Linked DNA regions of Mus musculus: regions 1 and 2 are each linked to region 3. Evidence: chromatin contacts called from public promoter capture Hi-C data. All regions are on one chromosome and are shown on one strand. The core of a region is the stretch at or near the end of the contact, and the rest is flanking DNA. Distances in the headings are between cores, read along the strand shown.

Evidence for each region. Promoter capture Hi-C pulls out the DNA fragments that hold promoters and counts their contacts.
Region 1: a contact with region 3 is called in a promoter capture Hi-C map of hippocampal neurons, with 3 times the contacts expected there. The contact joins the enhancer-like site here to the promoter of Amn in region 3. A contact is called at or near these places in 10 of 39 promoter capture datasets (the 3T3-L1 cell line, 3T3-L1-derived adipocytes, cranial neural crest and 6 more), 7 of 115 datasets of contacts at active chromatin or transcription factors (embryonic basal ganglia, embryonic forebrain, embryonic stem cells and 2 more) and 3 of 9 other capture datasets (adipose tissue, liver and pancreatic islet).
Region 2: a contact with region 3 is called in a promoter capture Hi-C map of liver, with 3 times the contacts expected there. The contact joins the enhancer-like site here to the promoter of Amn in region 3. A contact is called at or near these places in 3 of 39 promoter capture datasets (hippocampal neurons and liver), 1 of 484 Hi-C or Micro-C datasets (nephron progenitors), 4 of 115 datasets of contacts at active chromatin or transcription factors (all in embryonic stem cells) and 2 of 9 other capture datasets (liver and pancreatic islet).

What each region holds. Positions count from the first base shown.
Region 1 is chr12:111,063,185-111,068,132 of GRCm38.p6, reverse strand. The region is part of intron 2 of Rcor1 (REST corepressor 1); the gene reads right to left. It also overlaps the pseudogene Gm46379. Among named protein-coding and RNA genes, the nearest start is that of Rcor1, 26 kb to the right of the region's middle. Within about 2 kb of position 3,687, at least 9 of the 459 cell types and tissues checked have an H3K27ac peak or open chromatin away from gene starts, as enhancers often do. A contact at or near this core is called in hippocampal neurons, where this site is marked.
Region 2 is chr12:111,511,903-111,516,410 of GRCm38.p6, reverse strand. No RefSeq gene overlaps it. Among named protein-coding and RNA genes, the nearest start is that of Gm40578, 11 kb to the right of the region's middle. Within about 2 kb of position 1,665, at least 60 of the 459 cell types and tissues checked have an H3K27ac peak or open chromatin away from gene starts, as enhancers often do. A contact at or near this core is called in liver, where this site is marked.
Region 3 is chr12:111,269,418-111,274,138 of GRCm38.p6, reverse strand. It overlaps Amn (amnionless), which reads right to left and starts at 3,043. Exons shown (of 12, transcript NM_033603.3): 1 at 2,975-3,043; 2 at 2,324-2,442; 3 at 2,197-2,241. The coding sequence starts at 3,017. Gm51960 (a long non-coding RNA gene) reads left to right here and starts at 403. Exons shown (of 3, transcript XR_003950150.1): 1 at 403-1,361; 2 at 2,114-2,319; 3 at 2,924-4,721.

The sequences.
Region 1 (4,948 bases), core at 2,438-4,937, 210 kb after region 3:
CCCATTCCAGGTACCCTGGACCTTAGGGTTCAGGAGAGTGAGTCAGACAGAATTCAGCCGACTTTACCATGGGGGTTACCGATCACCGCAACGGCCATTCCCCGTGATTGATGAGAGTGATGATGCCAGCGAGGAGACCTTGAGCTCTGACGTTCAGAAACTGAAGGAGAAGCAGGATGTGCTGGACAAGGAGATCTCTCAGTTAATAGCAGAGGGCTACCGTGTGATTGAGCTAGAGCAGCAATCTCCTTCCTCCATGAGTACAATGACATCAAGGATGTCTCACAGATGCTGCTGGGGAAGCTGGCTGTGACTCGAGGCGTTACCACCAAGGAGTTATATGCAGATTTTGATCTAAACCTGAATGACTGAGCAGCTTCCTAGAGATTTTCATCTACAGCCCACAGGGACAGGAGGATAGGAGCATAAAAGGCAGAGAGTTGAGACAGCATATTCATGTGGTTTTCAGATTTAAAAAAATGCTAGAAGCCCCCCAAAGTTTGGGAAGGGTCCTAGAGAAGAGAGGTATTGGGAGGGGTGGGTATTGTCAATGTTAAGGTTCCTAAATGTACTTGTGAGTGGCTGTGTGTGGTTGTCCCCTTTGTTAATAATCATATGGGCTATGCTGGGTGGTGGTGGTGCATGCCTTCAGTCCCAGCACTCAGAAGGGAGAGACAACCAGATGTCTGAGTTGGAGGCCATTCTGATCTACAGAGTTCTAAGACAGACAGCCAGGGCTGCATCAATAAACCCTGTTTTGAAAAAAAACAACAAAGGCAGGTGGATTTCTCAGTTCGAGGCCAGCCTGGTCTACAAAGTGAGTTCTGGGACAGCCAGGGCTATACAGAAAAACCCTGTCTCAAAAAAAAAAAACAAAAAACAAAAAACAAAAAAACAAAAAACAGCAAAAGCAAAAGCAAAAGCAAAAAACAACAGGATAGGCTGGTGAGATGGCTCAACAGGTAAGAGCACTGGCTGTTCTTTTGAAGGTCCTGAGTTCAAATCCCAGCAACCACATGGTGGCTCACAACCACCCATAATGTGATCTGACTCCTACAGTGTACTTACATATAATAATAAATCTGTGGACTGGAGTGAGCGGGGCTGAGCAAGTGGGGCCGGAGTGAGCAGAGGTCCTGAGTTCAATTCCCAGCAATCATATGAAGGCTCACAACCATCTGTACAGCTACAGTGTACTCACATACATAAAATAAATAAGTAAATCTTTAAAAAGAAAACAAAAACAAAAAACAAAAATTTCAATTCTATCTGCCTCTATGTGTTATAGAGAAAGAGGATTTGGCTTTTTTAACCTCAACCCCTCTCTGATCAGCCCACAGTTCCCAGTGCATTTAACCCTGTGAATACTATGTAACTGAGTCATACCACATACCATGGTGTCATGTCTATTCTTACAAAATGTTTTACCTGTAATTACAATTACTTTTTGTTGGTTTTTTTTTTTTTTTTTTTGCTTGCTCAGTTTTTTGTTTTCTTATCCCCAAATTCACATCAACACCTGGATTTACTCACTCACCCATGGGGAGTGGCTGGTAGCTGTCTGCATAACTAGTGCACTCTCATTAGCCTAGGAATTCTCTTTCCTTTCATCCTGCTCCTGAATCCCATATCCAAAGCAAGTTTTGAGTAACCAAGTAAGTAAGTCTATTAGGGATAAATAGCCAGGCTTGGTGGCTCCTGCCTGTAGTCATGCCATCAGAGAGCTGGAGAGAAGAGAGAGGATCAAGAGTTCAAGGCCAAAGATACTTGCTGAGTTTGAAGACAGCCTTTGTTACAGGAGATTAAAACAAAACAAACAAACAAAACTACAACAAAAACCAACTCAACAAAACTGACTAGTGAGAACTACAGAAGTGGGCAAGAGATGGCTCAGTGGCTAGGAGAACACACTGCTCATCTTGAGGCTCCGAGTTCAATTCCCAGCACCCACCCAGCTGGCTTACAGCTCCCAGGGATCTGACCCCTGACCTCTGCAGGCACTGCACTCAATGCACACAGATAGATCTTTTTATTTTTAATGTAAAGAGAGAAGCAGAGGCAGGTGCTACAAATAAACAGAGAAGGCAGTTCATAAACACTAAGGCTCTGAATCAAGACAGCAGCATGGTGGGGACTCCCAGCTTCTAAGTGTGTGAGATGACTGGACGTGTGCACATACTCCTTACAGGCTCTGCCCTAAGAGAGAGATAGACCATCAACACCCTGACAGCATATGTTCCTATCTGATGCTCAGATCTTGATTTCTTTTTTTTTCTTTTTTCTTTTTTTTTTTTTTAGTTTTTCGAGACAGGGTTTCTCTTTGTAGCCCTGGCTGCCCTGGAACTCACTCTGTAGACCAGGCTGGCCTCGAACTCAGATATCCACCTGCCTCTGCCTCCCGAGTGCTGGGTTTAAAGGCATGCGCCACCACACTCAGCAGATCTTGGTTTCTCTAGTAACTCATCTCCACTATAAAAGAAACGACTGCTCCTTACAGAAATAACTGATATCAGGAATGCATAGGAAAACATAAGATAAATACACTAACAAGCAATGACGCATGCAAAACCTGAAGTTCAGCATAACTTCTGAAAAGGACGTTATCTTCAAGGGTCACATTTGGAGTAATGTGGGCACCAAATAAAAACCAGTAGTTACTGGAGCAGCAGAGATGGCTCAGTGGGTAAGAGCACTTGATCTTGCAGAGGACCTAGGTTCAGTTCCCAGTAACCACAATCCACGCTATGTATGCTTTCTGAAATCAAGTCATCTCTCCATCAATAGTATTATTACCCACTCAAAAATTATAATTCAACAGATTTAACCAAATAAAGAAACAGGTATCTTAACATCCACAGGCCTCCGGACTAGTCACTCACATCTAAGACGGGAGAACTGGGAAAGACCACTTTGAGATCCTATGTACACACTGGGTCATGGCAACTGTCACATTAAATCTACACACACCACAACTTAATATCTAAGGGGATAGGCTTTCAGAAAATTATTTCAATTATTCCCCTTCCATTTCAAACATTTAATCAATTACTGCAAGTAAGACTAGAGCCTAAACAAGACTAGCTATTTTACCACAGAAGAGTTCATAATCTTGGAGTTGTAATTTTAAACTACCCTGCTTACCTCCCCTACTAAAGGCAAATACCAAACACTTTGCCTCTTCTACCACCCATCCACCCATCCATCCATCCACCCACCCATCCATCCATCCATCCATCCATCCATCCATCCATCCATCCATCCATCCATCCATCCATCCATCCATCCATCCATCCATCCATCCATCCATCCATCCATCCATCCATCCATCCATCCATCCATCCATCCATCCATCCATCCATCCATCCATCCATCCATCCATCCATCCATCCATCCATCCATCCATCCATCCACACATCCATCCATCCATCCACACATCCATCCATCCATCCATCCATCCACCCATCCATCCATCCACCCACACATCCATCCATCCATCCATCCATCCATCCATCCACCCACCCACCCACCCATCCATCCATCCATCCACTCACTCACTTATTTTTCTGCAGTACTAAGGACAAAACCCAAACGCTGTATGCTAGGCAAGCTCTCTACCATACCCCAGACTTTCAAATGCTTTTTAATGAGAACATTTTAATATATTGCAAGCTACATCTGCCTAGCAACAGGTTATAAACGTATGTTATCCTACTTCTGTTCCCATGGAAACAGTCATGAACAGAGCTGGGGCAGCTGTATGAATCAGGAAAAGAATCCCAAGAGAATCATAAATCAGCTTGGGTAGAAAGCAACGCTCCAAAGGTAAAAATACTGTCCACTGTGCTCCCATCAGAACCCACAAATTCCAAAAACCCTTCCATTGTGATCTCCTTCTTAACCCTGCCACAGCCCAGCTTCAGCAGCGACATCTCTGCCTGCACTGACACTGACCTCAGACTCTCTACTTGTGTTCCACTCCCAGAACTGGTCACAGATTTCTTGGTATTTATGACCTAGCAAATTTGTCAAAATAACTTGAAAACAAGGTAGAAACTGCTTTACATTGTAAATCTGTAATCTGGAAGAAAGCTAAATGGTCTTATTGGCTTTGTAAACTCCTCTTTTTTTTAAGTACTGACAGTTAAGGAAATAGAAGTGTACAATCCAAATTTTGGAAAAGACAACTGTAAGCTTAAATATTTATTTCTGGTGCTTAAAATTAAGAGAACTAGCCAAGTGGTTAATTTACTTACTTACTTAATTAATTAATTAACTAAAAGAACCCAAGACTCAAGAGGCAGAGGCAGGTAGATTTCTGAGTTTGAGGCCAGCCTGGTCTATAGAGTTCCCTGTTTCAAAAAACAAAAACAAAAAGATTAGAACTCTAAAAAAACAAAAACCAAAATACCAAAAAAAAAAACCCCAAAGTTCTGCCAAAGCAGCCATAGAAAACAAATGAACAGGGGGATTTTACATTGTTGAAAATTTTTTTTTAATTTGATAGGATCCTGTGTGGCCCACCCAGCCTCAAGCATCTAATTCTCCTGCATCTGCCTCTTAATGCAGGCTGTGTGCTGCTCTCCACACATGGGCAAGATAACTTCTTTTCTTTTTTTTTTTTTTTTTTTTTTTTTTTTTTTGGTTTTTCGAGACAGGGTTTTCCTGTGTAGCCCTGGCTGTCCTGAAACTCACCTGTAGACCAGGCTGGCCTCGAACTCAGAAATCCACTACCTCTGCCTCTGTGTCCCAAGTGCTGGGATTAAAGGCATGCACCACCACCTTAGATAACATCTTAGATAACTTTTCTATAAGCTGTAAAAATACTAATCACATAAAGGAATTATTGGTGAGCAAAATCTGTTTGAAAAAATAACCTTTCTGGGCTGGAGAGATGGCTCAGTGGTTAAGAGCACTGGCTGCTCTTCCAGAGGTCCTGAGTTCAATTCCC
Region 2 (4,508 bases), core at 416-2,915, 240 kb before region 3:
CCCTCATTGCCTCAGCTTCTCAGTAACACCTAGATGTTTCTCTTTTTGGCCTTGGTCAGGGTTTTTCTATTTCTTCAGTTTAGTTTGTGGGTATGATGGTTAGTCTGTCAGCTTGGCTGAGCTAACAGGCACCTAGCATTAGTGAAACTCCCCTGTATGTCTGAGGGGGACTGATTCCAGAGAGGAGTACCCTGAAGGACAGTGACCGAGGACAGTCCCATAACGAATATGGGTGGCATCTTCCAGCCAGTGGCCCAGATAATGAGTTCTAAGGAGAAGCAGTGCTGAGGGTACCTCCCTTTGCTGCTTCCTGATTGGCTGGAGTGACCGACACCTGCTGACTCCAGACTCCAGCTTCTTCAGTGGTCCAAAGTGGACTCAAAACCAGCCGCTCTCCAGGGACTAAATTCTCTAGGCTTTAAGCACCTCTGTGGGAGCTCTGAGGCTCCCAACTTCCCAGGTTAAGAAGGTTCTGGGTCCTCCGCCTCTCCAGAGCACAGAGAGCCATTGTTGGACTCCAGTCATATTATATAAGTCAACTTCATTCATTCATTCATTCATTCATTTATTTGTTTATTTCAAGATCAGGTCTTACCTAACCTAGGCTGGCCTTAGTGTAAACTCATTTGGATGGCTTTAAATTTTTTTTTCTTTTTTTTTTTTTTTTTTTTTTTTTTCAATGCTGGCTGTGGTGGCTTACAACTTTTATCCCAGCACATGGGAGGCCAGCCTGGTCTACTTTGTGAGATCTTGTCTCAAAACAAAACAAACCAAACCAAACCAAAAATAAACAACAACAACAACAAATATTACAACATAAAATCTTTACCTTAGTGATTGGTAGACGCTTGGAGCAGTGGCTCAGTGGTTAAGCACTTGCTGCTCTTCCAGAGGACCCAAGTCCAGTTCTTAGCACCCATATTAGGCTCCCAGCTGCCTCTTAACTCCAGCTCCAAAGGATGCACTGCCCTCTTCTGGCTTTGGAGGGAATTTTCACATATCACACACACACACACACACACACACACACACACACACACACACACACACACACACACACACACATCTAAAAACCCAAAAGGATTGAGAGAAAGCCTCTATTCAAAGCAGTGTCTCCCAAATGCCAGCCAGGATGAGAGGTGCACGCCATCATGGCTGCCTGGGGCTTGTGTGCCTTCCCTACCACCTTTCCTAGCACTCCCTATGTCTTCTTGTGAGATGGGGCCACATGTAGGTCAAGCTGGCCTCAAGCTCCTCTATCACACCATGCCCCTCTGAGGACAACCTGGGTCACCATGTCTGGTTGGCGCTGCCCTTCTCTCTCCATCTCTTGCATCTGGCACTTTCAGTTTCAGTTTCTGTCTTCGTAGTCCTCCTCCTCCTCCTCCTCCTCTTCCTGTCTTAGTCCTCCTGTTCCTAGGAGGCTTCCTCCCTGCGATCCTCCCATCTGCTGATGTGTGCCTTGCTGTGCCCAGTCGGCCCTTTATTTATTGCATTCTGAATTTCCTGCTGTGTTTTCCGAGGCTGAGCTTTCTTGCTCGGTTCCTTTCTCCGGTCGCCCTCTTTCCTATTGTTATTTGTGGGTTGCTAGTATCTCCCCTCACCCTGCCTGCTCTGCTTAGTCGCCTGGTCCTAGCATTCCACTGCAGCCAGTACAGTGTGGAACACAGTCCATGCTCCATGTCCTTTAGACTAGTCCTGCCCTGTGTGGGCTGGGTACTTGGCTTTGCACACACTTGGAGACATCAGCTACTCTGCCAGGCTTGTTCAGTGGGGTGGGTGGTTGAACCCAGACTATGCCTGCAGGTCAAGGTCTGCTTTCCCTAGGGAGGGAGACTAGGTCAGCTTCCAAAGAAGGATAAAAGGTTGGCAGTATCCTCAGGAGGTCAAGCGGCCTCAACCAGGCCACCAATAAATTATGGGAACAGGATTGACCATCGTGACTCCTCACGGCTGCCAGCCTTAGTATTCTTGCCACACTAGGTCACTGGCTGTGGGAAGTGTGGATTTCCTGGACCATTTACATTCCCTGGAACTCGAGAGGAGGGAGGTGAAACTCATGCCAACACACACCCTTAGATTTGACTGGCCTGGGCCTGTCTGTGTTCCCGTTTCTGCGGTGGTAGATGAAAGGCCAAGGGGACAGTGACCTTGGCTGTTATGTCTGTCACAGCCTCCTTCCTACTTCCTGATGTGTCTGTCTTTTGCTTAAGGGTCATGCCCTCATTTGATGAGTGTTATGATTAAAACAGAAAATTCTCCTTCTACCTTGCAGGTCTCTGAGGATAGAAAAAAAATCAGGTCACGGGGACTGTATAAAATGCAGGATAATTAAGGTTTAAAGCATACATCCTTCTGCAGATGGCCTGGAGCTTGAAGGAGAGGCCATGAGCTGACTGGGTACTGCCAGCTTGGGGCTGTGGCCTTTGGAGAATGTTGGCACCGATCTCCTCACCCAACCCCCCGCCCTTGGGAAAAGCAGCCTGACCTTGCTATCCAGCCTTACTGCTTCAGAGAGTAACATTTAAATTCATCCCCACACTTCCCCAACTGCCCGGGAGATGTCCTCTGTCAAGTCGGGAATTTGGGTCAGCTGTTCCTCAAAGAAGTTCATAGCCCCAGCAGCAGTCAGTGGGTAATGTTTGAGGAGGGTTGTCAGGGGTGTGTTCGGTGGCAGGGGTAGGCCTGGAGAAGGATTGGGTCACAAGCTTAGCCTCTTTCTTCCTTCCTTTCTTTCTTTCTTTCTTTTTTTTTTTTCTTTTTTTTTTTTTTTTTTTTTTTTTTGTATTTTCAAGACAGGGTTTCTCTGTGTCATTCTGGCCATCCTAGAACTCGCCCTGGAGCCCAGGCTGGCCTTGAACTCAGAGCTCCACCTGCCTCTGCCTCCTGAGTGTTGGGATTAAAGGCGTGCGCCACCACGCCCGGCTAAATTTAGGCTTTTTTTTTTTTTTAAGATTTATTTATTTATTATATGTAAGTACACTGTAGCTGTCTTCAGACATACCAGAAGAGGGAGTCAGATCTCATTACGGATGGTTGTGAGCCACCATGTGGTTGCTGGGATTTGAACTCAGGACCTTTGGAAGAGCAGTCGGGTGCTCTTACCTGCTGAGCCATCTCACCAGCCCAAATTTAGGCTTTTGATATCTGCTTTTTAATTTTACTTTTTGGTGAGTTATATTGTTTATTTATTTATTTTTTGTTTTTGAGGTAGAGTCTCATGTAGCCCAGGCTGGCCTCAAATTCACTATGTAGCTGAGGGTGACCTTCAACTTCCTGACCTTCCTGTCACCCTCTCTAATATCGGGATTACAGTGTGCAGACAAACCTAGTCTATACGACCCAACCCAGGGACGCACACATGCTTGCTGAGCACTATCACCTGAGTTACAGCCCCAGCCCACTTTTTCTCAGGCGCTAAGACAAGGTCTCTCTATGAAGCCCAGGTTGTCCTTCAACTCCGGATGCTTCTTCTGCTTTTGCTCCTGAGAGCTCAGATTACAGCAGGCATTACAGGCAGCATTATCCCTTGTTTGTTCCAGCCTCAGCCCGAGGCAAGCATCTACCACTGAGCTCCAAAGACAGCTCTTGGCTTCCCGGCACGTGGTTGCTGTGGTTGCTAAACTATGTTGCCCAAGCTGGCCTTGAACTCTTGACTGCCCTTCCTCTACCTCCCAAGTGCCGGGTTTTTAGTTATGCACACCCATATGAGGCTTGGTATTTGCCCTCTCTGTAATGCTGTTATTGACCTCTCAGAGTGGCATGTTCTAAGCATTGCCATCGCCAGAGGATATAGAGAAAAAGGCCACGGTAAGCCGGGCGTGGTGGCACACGCCTTTAATCCCAGTACTCAGGAGGCAGAGGCAGGCAGATTTCTGAGTTCGAGGCCAGCCTGGTCTACAAAGTGAGTTCCAGGACAGCCAGAGCTATACAGAGAAACCCTGTCTCGAAAAACCAAAAAAAAAAAAAAAAAAAAAAAAAAAAGGCCACGGTAAGGTGTGGCATGTAGGGGGACTTCTGTGACAGTTACATGCCACACAGGTTACTTGACCAACATGTACAGCTCTGTGCTCTGTCTGCACCCCATAAGCTCACTCACGAGTCAAGGCCTTCATCCCCTGTGGAAGTTTCTTCAGCCCAGTGTGTCTTCCTTCCTGGATAAGGAATAGAGACTGAGCCTGGGTGCTAGATTTCCAAATTTCCAACTGACCTGCAAGAGGGGACCCCCCCAGAGGTCTAGGTGGGGAGGGTTGCTTGGCTCCCAATATCTTCCTTCCAGAAAATTGGCCCTATTCATAGGATGTCACTGTGCTGTTGTGCCTGGTAAGAGGCCCAGTTGTGTGACCTCAGACCCCTGTCTGCTACTGTCCTCAAGGCCTCAGTGTCTTCTGACGTGAGAGTGTGTACACGTGATTCTTGAGCGATATTGTAAAGTGTACATCTTACAGTGGGCCACACGCCTTTGAGAAAGCTTTAGAGGGGCACTGCCTTGGGCCCTTCTGTGTGTA
Region 3 (4,721 bases), core at 1,794-4,293:
GGAAAGCGCAGGGTGAGGTGGCGCATGGTCCGGGCACGCACTTCGACCAACTAACACCTCCAGGGCACAAGGGAAAACCCAAGCTGCGACCTTGGTGGGGAGCTAAGTGAAGTCAGGGCCCGGGAACCTTAACGTGGCTGAGGCTAACAGGAAACCCAGCTAGGTCTCACCAGGGAAAGAAAAGAGAAGGCACACCGGGCACATGAGCCAGGGCGAAAGGACCCCCAACTGAGCTGTAGAGGCGACTTGGAGGATCACATCTGACGCTAAGGAGCAGGGCACAGCTGAGAGCCTGGGAATCCATGGAGCACTTGGGGCGGGAGGTGACATTGCCAGCACCCATCACTTGGAGAAAGTATAAGACAAGGTCTCCCGGGTCTTAGAAGCCAGACTTTAAAATATATCCATTTGCCACTGGGGAAGCGGCTTCAGTTTCAGAGAGAGGGACGCAGGAGAAGGAAGGACATCTAAGAGTGATTTTAGCTAGTTTCGAGGCTCCACTACGGGATCATCTCACCGTTCAAATCCAGTTCTGAGCTAGGACTGTGCTGTGCGGAAGGGAAAGACTGATCCGACACTATTTCCTGGTTCCCCAAGCCTCGGGACCTCATCCCTCCATCTTTGTCCCAGAGCTTAGGGAGACGGGGCCACGGGAGCTGCTCCTCACAGGGCCATCAGGTACCAGTCATCACCCACAGCCCAGGCTCTTGTCCCCACTTGGCCTTGCTAGAGCTTCAGACCTGTCCAAAGGCTCACCCTAGACAGAGGAGATGACATAGGCCAGGTACACCCACGCCAAGGGACTCCACCCACGGGTGGGAACAGACATGATGTATTGTAAGCACAGTGGCACCTCAGGATGGGCGCTCTCTCTCTCTCTCTCTCTCTCTCTCTCTCTCACACACACACACACACACACACACACACACACACACACACACCATGTGAATGGAATGTATTCTTATAAAGAACAGGGCTGGGGTAGAACTCGGGGATGGAACACCTACCTACCTAGCATTTGTGAGACCCTGGGTTCTGTCCCTAGCATCACAATAAACGAACAGAACGGAAGAGGAAATAAGACGAGATTGTAGAAAGCTACCCCACTAGGGACCTAGCACTAGTAGATAAACACCAGGCCTGGTCTAGCTGTGGGTGTTCAGTGACAGGTGGCCACATCCAGGCTCCACAGAAGACGGCAGAGGAGTCCAGGGGAAGGGTGGACATCCAAGTACCAAATTACTGTCTGAGGGAGGCTGAGGCAGAGACATGAAACAATGGGGAGAGCTTTCCAGACCTGAGCTTGGGAAAGCAGACTTCAGCGGAAGCGCCAGCAAGCAGAACCTAATCCACACATGCAGGTATGCTTGATATCAAAGACAGAGACTATCCCAGCTTCCAAGATATGAACAGACAATAAATGGCTGGAGCCATGGCCCACTGGTTAAGGTTCAAGACTGCTCTTACAAAGAATGCAGGCTCCCGGTCCACATGGTGGCTCACAACCGGCTGTGATCTGGCGCCCCCTTCTGGCCTCTAGTGGTTCTGCGTGCACAAGTTGCTTGGAGGATGCTAGTCTTTTTTTGGAGAATTGGAACAGAAGGTGGAACTCCCATGTCATCCCGTTAGGAAATTAGCAAAAGGAAGAGCCAGGCGTGGTGGCGCACGCCTTTAATCCCAGCACTTGGGAGGCAGAGGCAGGCGGATTTCTGAGTTCGAGGCCAGCCTGGTCTACGGAGTGAGTTTCAGGACAGCCAGAGCTACACAGAGAAACACAGTCTAGAAAAACCAAAAGAAAAGGAATTAAGGAAGAAAGGAAGAGAGAGAGAGAGTTCATTCTTAGCTCCAACCACAGGGTCTGAACTAGGGTCTCGGGACCATCAGCCTTTATTTATAAAGCACATAGCCTTAGCATGAGGGGAGGCAGGGGCTGTTTAACCTCTTGCTCCTCACCCTCCGGCTAGCTGGGCCACTGGTAGCTTGTTAACATGGCCTCCAGGAAGGGAAGGGCAGGCACGTTTCCCAGAGCCCACCCTGCACTTAGATACTGTGGGGGAGGGGACAGTGGAGCTGGACTGGGAGACCCCACGTACTCTCTGATGTCCTTTCCCAGAGATTGTCTCTACCCAGAGGCTCCATGGCGGCGCACGACCCAGGGCCAGCCATGCCCGCTGAGGCCACAGCCCCGAGCCTTACCATATCCGAGATGGCGTGACTGTCTCGTACCAGGACCGACACCATCTGCAGCAAGAGGTGGCGTTAGGCGCGAGGCTGACCGACCTCCCCACCTCCAGTTCATCCCCTCAACCCCCCACCAAGGTACCTTGTCCGCCGGGAACTGAACCGCATCTCCCGCGCACGGGGTCCGGTTCTGGTTCCAGTTGGAGGCAGTATCGAAGGAGGTATTGGGGACCCAAAGTTTGTAGGCGGCCCGAGTCATTGCTAAAGAAAGGAAGGCTGAGTGTCGCCTTCTGGGAAGGCGACTTTCCAAAGAGGCGCGGCAGAGGTGCACACAGCGCAAGGCGGTCAGGCCCCACCGCGGCGTTCTCAGGCGCACTCTTAGCTGATCTACAGAACCCGCGCAAACATGCCCTTCTCCTCCCTCGGAACGTCGTCTCTATTCACAGCACTCTGACTGCCCGGGGGGGGGGGGGTCGGAGGGGAATCGGCCCTTAGGAAAGAGCTCTGGCGGGAAGCTCACTGGGGCAGAGAGGGGTCCCAGAGCCCGGAGTTGGCGACCCTGTCCCGATTGTGCACAGAGGAGGCGCCAGGGGCTGGGAGGTCCACGGGAATAGGCTGCGGTTTCTCCACTTCCTGGGCTTTGGAAACTTTACCAACCCACGCCAGAGGACCGGGAAATTGAGGCAGGCTGCCAACGCCACCTCCATATCCCAACCTCTCCTGCGATCGCGACCCTTCCTAGAGAAACCTCAGCCTCAATCAAGGTCCAGACCCAGGGGGACACGGGGCCTACCACAGAGCTGCAGCCACAGCAGGACCCGGCCCAGAGCACCCATCTCTCCGCCGAGGCTCTCACAGATGCGGACTTCGCTCCGAGGGCCCCACGTGACCGGGCGGGGCTGAGGGACAGGGGGCGCCCAGATGTTACACATTTACCTTGGGATCGCCCAGCTGTCTCCTGAGGGCCCTTGGAGGAATCTTCTCAGCGGCTTTAGCATCTGCCCTTTAGGACCCAGGACCCTGGGTACCCAATAAGAGGGTGTCGTCCTGACTTTCCCGGTGACACGGTGTGGAGGTGGCCAAGAACCCTGGAACTCAGCCATCTTTGCCCATCTTCTCCAGGCCTGAAGTCTTAGCCTGGGTGTGTGCTCTGCAGGGATTGTGTGGGTTGCAGAACAGACCGGAAGGGATGTCAAAGGCGCGTGAAGGTCCTGGAAGAGAACAAAGAGAGCTAAGGCAGAGAGTGACGTGCCTGGGTAGGCTGGCCATGAAGGCAGGTTAGAGGTGACAGGCAGGGTGCACGATGAATGGAGAATCACCAGTGAGAGAAATGACGGGTGGGCCAGTCACCAAACGGTGGTGGCAGTGGCTTGAGGAGGGCTTCTGTGAGTACATCATTGACAGTGGCACCTGGTGTTGGATGTTAAATTCCTGATAGCAATGGGGATGACAGTGGCTGGAGAGTGACTGGGCTAATGGTAGAGGGTGGCTCACTGATAGCTGTGGATGAGTGGGTAGGGGACAGTGGGTGGTGGCTGGGTGGGAGTGATGGCAGCTGTAGACATGACTAGGTTGTGTGTGTGGGGGGGAAGAGTGGACCGGAAGGGATGTCTGGTGGATGGCAGACTGAGGATGCTGGGAAAGTGGGGTGAAGATGCTGGTGGGGTCCATCTGCAAGGAGTGTTGGCTGAGGTAACAGGAAGGTCGAGGAGAGGTAACAGATTTTATGTGGGATGAGTGGAAACAGACAGTAGATGAGGCGGGTCCCTTGGCAGGGCCGGAAAGAGGATGGAGATCGGGCAAACGGGGTAATGAGAGGCTACCCCAGGCAAGAAGCTTCCCAGCCCAGAGGTCAACATGTCACTCGGGAGTTGTCTCTTGTCATCCAGCCCCGCCCAGTCACATGTCCCTGTGGGGCAAAAATGGATGCCTGAAGAAGATACCAGGGAGGAGTGTGGGTGAACTGTGGGCAGATGAGGTTTGGTTGGTGGGTTGCATGGTGTGACTTCACAGCCAGCTTAGCAGGTTCACCCCAGACACACCTCTGGCTGTGGCTGTGAAGGTCTCTCCAGACACTGATCGGGCCAGACCTGCACTGACTGTGGAAAGTCTTCCTCTCTGCTTCCTGAGCCATACCACAGCGCGATGTGTATGACATACCAGTATGACCAGCCGCCTCATGCCCTCCCTGCCGTCTCCTCCAACTGTAAGCCCAAACACACTTTTCTTTCCTGAGGCCACCTTTGCCAGGTGTTTTGCCACAGTAGGGGTGTTAGAGGAATCACCTTGGGGTCAAGTTTGTGGTAACGGATGGATGGATGCTGTGACGTCTGTCTGGTGATGGTACACTTGTGAATGGTGGACGGATGTGCGGGTGATGGGAGGCAGAGTTGGAGGGATTGTACAGAGGCAGGAATTAAGTGTTGAGGGAAGTTTGCTCTTGGCCTCCAGCTAGGTCAGGCACAAAGGAGACTCTTGGAGGTCACATTCTTCTTGTCTGTTGTTTTATTCCTGAAGAGGAAGCACTGTCACAGACTGGG